Linked DNA regions of Rattus norvegicus: region 1 is linked to region 2. Evidence: chromatin contacts called from public Hi-C data. All regions are on one chromosome and are shown on one strand. The core of a region is the stretch at or near the end of the contact, and the rest is flanking DNA. Distances in the headings are between cores, read along the strand shown.

What was found. A called contact is a pair of places that touch in the nucleus more often than the background predicts.
Region 1: a contact with region 2 is called in a Hi-C map of mammary epithelial cells, with 2.1 times the contacts expected there. The contact joins the promoter of Hmbs here to the promoter of Rnf26 in region 2. A contact is called at or near these places in 1 of 12 Hi-C or Micro-C datasets (mammary epithelial cells) and 1 of 1 datasets of contacts at active chromatin or transcription factors (oligodendrocytes).

Annotation. Positions count from the first base shown.
Region 1 is chr8:53,576,427-53,579,126 of GRCr8, reverse strand. Hmbs (hydroxymethylbilane synthase) reads left to right here and starts at 1,394. Exons shown (of 14, transcript NM_013168.2): 1 at 1,394-1,556. The coding sequence starts at 1,524.
Region 2 is chr8:53,352,208-53,354,907 of GRCr8, reverse strand. Rnf26 (ring finger protein 26) reads left to right here and starts at 1,322. Exons shown (of 1, transcript NM_001113748.1): 1 at 1,322-2,700. The coding sequence starts at 1,322. The coding sequence ends at 2,596.

The DNA.
Region 1 (2,700 bases), core at 145-2,644, 220 kb before region 2:
AGTAGATGGGATGATATGTGTGTGCTGTTCCTTCCAACAACTTAGGTTCTTTTCTCAGAACCTCTGTTTTCCCATATGGTCATTACTTTGAACAGCAATTTTGACTTAACAAATAGCATCTGTACAATGTTCGATTCGTTGCTATTAATCAAAGTAGTGGAAAGAACAAGAGTGTGTTTCTTGGAGCTAACCCAAGACCTTGGGCATGTGATTCAAATGCTGTGCAAACCAGTCCAGCACCTGGAAATGGTCTCTTGTAGCCCAGACTAGCTTCAAATTTACTGTGTGGCTTAAGTTGACCTTGAGATACTCCAACTCCTAAGTGCTGGCATAAGGAGCACCATTATGCCTGGCTTTTCACATTTTTTTGTAAGGCACATTTTTATTTTATACATGTGTGGGTGCCTGCCTGCATGCATGTGTGCCTCATGCAGGCCTGGTGTTCAGGGAGACTAGGAAAGGGGGTCAGACTCTCTAGAACTGCACTTACAGGTGGCTGTGAATTTCCATATTCACGTATTCCAATTCCCATATTGGGCTGGGAGTCAAACCCAGGTCCTCCATAAGAGTAGCAGATGCTCTTAACCACTGAGCCATCTCGCTAGACCCTGACCTTTTATTTCTTTGGAAATTCAAGCATTGTGGTTTATGTTCTAATCCTAGCACTTGGGAGGTAGAGTTCAAGGTCATTTTGGGCTACATAACATGTTCCTGTCCCAAACAAACAGAAATACTCTCTACTATGGGAGGCTGAGACAAGAAAATGGAAAACTTCAAGGCCAGCCTGAGCTAACAGCACACACCTTGCCTTATTAAAAAAAAAAAAAAAAAAAAAAAAGCAAAGTTTTACACTAACTGCTTATGGCCAACGCTGAAGAGGTGAAGCTGTAAAATTCTGAGAAGCCTTCTGGAATCCTTTATTTGTTGATGATGAAAGTACCCTAGCAGGCATGGTAACTTGTTTAAATGCTCTGGGACATAATGGAGGGCAAGAGCCGACTCTCTCAGGTTACCCTAGGACCTCCTTATGCTCGCATAACACACTCACACCACACACATTTGATAAATGCAATATAAAATAGCCAGGCGGTGGTGGGACACTCCTTTAAATCCAAGCACTCAGGAGGCAGAGGCAGGCTGATCTATGTAAACTCGAGGCCAGCCTGGTCTACAGAGATAGTTCTAGAACAGCCAGGGCTACACAGACCCTGTCTCAAAAGACTAGGAAAAAAAGTGAAATAAAATAAGAATTGAAAAGAAAAAAAAATCTCTTGAGTTGTTCTGGACAAGTAGACTCCTGATGAGGCTGGCTCTGTCGCAATCCTAATTCCCGCCCAGAGGAAGGTGCCGCCCCTTCGAGGGAGGGCAACGGACGTGACGCAGAGCTCAGCAGGTCCTGCAGCCGGAGTGAAGTGCGGGCTCCGGCCCCATGTGCCTTCAGTCACGACCCGCCCAGGTCGCCGGCTTCTGCAGACTCCAGGGGACCGCAGCGGCAGTGCCGCGCTTGCGCCCTGAGCGGAGCCATGTCCGGTAACGGCGGCGCGGCCACAACCGCGGTGAGTCCTGAGCCGGTGACCGATGACCCGCACTTCTCGGGACTTTCTGGGTGCAACGATTGGCCCCGGGTTGCCGTGCTCCGTCGTCTATTGGTCAGAATAGTTGTCATTTTTCCCCCTCCCTCCAGATTTTTTAAAGGGCCAGTAACCAGGTTGCCCTAAGGCAGGGAAAGAGTGAGTCTGAGCAGTCGGGGAGGGGGTGAGAGTGGAAAAATGGTCCACCGTGGGATTCCATCCCTGTGGGCTTCTGGCTGGATTTCCGTGGTTCCAGACCAGTAAAGGTGTATACACAGACAAGATCCTTTCACGAAGTAGGGACTGAAGCAAATCCAGCTATCCTGGAATATGATCCACTTCATTTCAGGGGAGAGGGAGCACACCCCACTTCATAAAACTGTATACAAACATCTTGGAGGTGTACACGCCTTCTCCCGTTCTCCGTTATGGAAGTTACCAAGCCCTAGCCACCCACGAAAGTCCCAGCTGAGACACACCTGAATTGCTATTGTGAGTGGGGAACCACCCCATGGGCCTTGTCATTTCTGGCCTGCCTGGAAAGTTCTGCACTTGTCAGCAGGCTGCCTGAGATAAGGCAGAGCTGGGAGACCTGCTTATCTCCTGCTCAGGCCGGTGAGCAGCAGTCTTTGCTAGTGAAGACATTTCAGAGCACTGGATTAGGGTAGGAAGGTCTGGACTCTAGCACCCACTTTCTGCCTGTTCATAGCGGTGTGCCGTTTAGATAGTAATTATGACTACTCTGCGTCTTGGCTTCTATGACACTCGTGGAAGTGCCTACCCTGTCTAATCTAGTACAGCTGTTGCAAGGACAGTATGCAGACCTGGCTCAAATGCTGTTCTGGGTCAATTAATTAAAAAAAAATTGTTTGAGCCTAGCAATTCCTTTCTATGGGCTTCCCGTTGTCTGGAATTTCTGGGTTCAAGCCTAGTTAAACTGCAAAGGCGATCTCAGAGCCATTTGTTGGAGGAACCATCACAGTGGAGTAGACGGGAGTCTAAGAGAAAGTTTTCATCTCCTCCAGTGACAAAGAATCTGAGTGTCTGTCTACAGAAGAACCTGTGAGATGAGGAACCCAGTGCAGGGAAGGTGGACAATTTGAACAGTGACTCCAGTCACCTTTGTGTC
Region 2 (2,700 bases), core at 73-2,572:
GGGTCAAGGTAGAAATCAGAGCGCCTTCATTCTGTGGCTCCTTTTCTCAGTGACAAGGGATCCCCCCTAACAATCTTTTTCTCTTTGTGAATAGCTTGAGACAGATGATAATCTTAAAAAGGGTTGTATTTCCAAAGCATGGTACATGCTTAATAAGTGTTAAAAATAAATGATGAGGGCTGGAGAGATGGCTCAGCGGTTAAGAGCACCCGACTGCTCTTCCAGAGGTCCTGAGTTCAATTCCCAGCAACCACATGGTGGCTCACAACCATCTGTAAAGAGATTCGATGCCCTCTTCTGGTGTGTCTGAAGACAGCTACAGTGTACTTATATATAATAAATGAATAAATAAATCTTTAAAAAAAATGATGAATGAGATGAGGCAGCAGGTCCCAGGGGGACGTGGAGAAGGTACTAAACCAGAGTCCAGCCCAGACCTCGAAGAACGCATACTCCAAGACCGGGAGCAGGGTGGAGTTGGGGCTTCGGGGCGATACCACTTAAAGACAGTCTCATTAAATTGTGGCTCTGGCTCTTTAAGGGGCGGGGCGGGGCGGGGCGGGGTGAGGAAATTATACCGACACGCTAACGGACCTATCACCACCTCAAAGAGGAGGAGCTTTATAAATATATTTCTATTCCTCTCATTGGAAATTATGTCTTTGGGCGCTGTTCAAAAACACCAATGGTTTGTCGACTTTTCTGCCATTGCCCCTCACTGATTGGCCATGGGCTATAGTCCCGCCCCCTGCTTGCCCCGTCCCTTAGCACACAAGATGGCGGCGCCCAGTGGAGTCGAGACCGCGCTTGGGGTTTGCTGAGGCTGACTTTCTGTCCTGCTTTCCCTTTGGGTGCCAGTCGCCACGAGCAGGAGGACAGGGGCCGGGCGGGGACAGGGGCACTTGCGTGGCTGGACCGCGAGCCCGCGCCCAGCCTGCGTCGCCCCCACCCGGCCCCGGCCCGGCCCTTCCCGATCCCGTCCTATCCTTCCCGGTCTTCTCCCGGTCAGACCCGTTGCCCGGCCTTGAATACCGCTCCAGGCTTCTAAAGCTGAGGTACTTCCTCCAGTCCGGGCTCCCTATCATTTTAGAGATGTTTTGCTTCTTCGCTCCCGAACAGCCCGCCTTCCAAACCGGGATTCCTTTCCCTCTTGTAAAAGTCTTCTCTCCAACCCACTTCTGTAGACCTTGGTTCTCCCTTGGTTAGACGTTCACATCCCTTCCAAATTAACTCCGAACTCTCCGCAGTATTGGCAACCTTGACACCATCTTCTCTGAGGAGCCAGCCTTTCTTTTTTTGTCCTGAACTCCACAGCCCTATCATGGAGGCTGTCTACCTGGTGGTGAATGGGGTGGGCCTGATGCTGGACTTGCTGACCTTGGTGTTGGATCTCAACTTCTTGCTCGTGTCCTCCCTCCTGGCTACCTTGGCCTGGCTTTTGGCCTTCATCTACAATCTGCCACATACAGTACTGACGAGTCTTCTGCACTTGGGTCGAGGATTCCTGCTCTATTTGGTGGCCTTAGTTGAAGCAGTGGTCCGATTTACCTTCGGGGGATTGCAGGCCTTGTGTACTCTTCTCTGCAGCTGCTACTCGGGCTTGGAGAGCTTAAAGCTGCTGGGGCACCTGGCTTCTCATGGAGCTCTGAAGAGCCGGGAATTACTGAACAGGGGTATCCTGAACATGATCTCTAACGGTCATGGTTTGCTACGCCAGGCCTGTGACATCTGTGCCATTGCCATGAGCTTGGTGGCCTATGTGGTCAATAGTCTGGTCAATATTTGCCTCATTGGCACTCAGAACTTCTTCTCCCTGGTGCTGGCCCTGTGGGATGCCGTGACAGGGCCTCTTTGGAGGATGACAGACGTGGTGGCTGGTTTCCTTGCTCACATTTCCAGCAGCGCTGTGGCCATGGCCATTCTCCTGTGGACCCCTTGCCAACTAGTCCTGGAGCTGTTGGCCTCGGCCGTCCGCGTCCTGGCCAGCTGTGTGCTTTTCCACCTCACCGGTTTGGTGTTGCTGGCTTGTGTGCTGGTGGTGATTCTGATTGCGTTGCACCCAGAACAAACCCTGAGGTTGGCCACCCGAGCTCTCAATCAGCTTCACGCCCGCCCATCCTACCACCGGCTTCGAGAGGATGTTGTACGGCTGTCTCGCCTTCCACTAGGTCTAGAGGCTTGGCGCAGAGTCTGGAGCCGAAGCCTACAGCTGGCCAGCTGGCCAAATCGGGGAGGAGCACCGGGAGCCCCCCAAGGTGGCCCCAGGAGGGTGTTCTCAGCCAGGATCCAGCCCCAGGATCCTCTACCTGAAGCAGATGAGGAGGTCATCAGAACAGCAGCTGCTAGAGGCCGGGAGAGACTCAATGAGGAGGAACCTACAGCTGGTCAAGACCCATGGAAGTTGCTGAAGGAGCAAGAAGAGCGGAAGAAGTGTGTCATTTGCCAGGACCAAAGCAAGACGGTGCTGCTTCTGCCCTGCCGGCACCTGTGCCTGTGCCAGGCTTGCACCGAGATCCTCATGCGCCACCCCGTTTACCACCGCAACTGCCCGCTCTGCCGCCGCAGCATCCTGCAGACCCTCAATGTCTACCTCTGAAGACTCCCTCCCTGCCTGCCCGTCCTTTGTGCTCCACACACCAGGACAGCATCAACATTTTGCCTCCGGGTTCTGGCCTGAGTCCTCTTTGCCCTGAAGGTGTC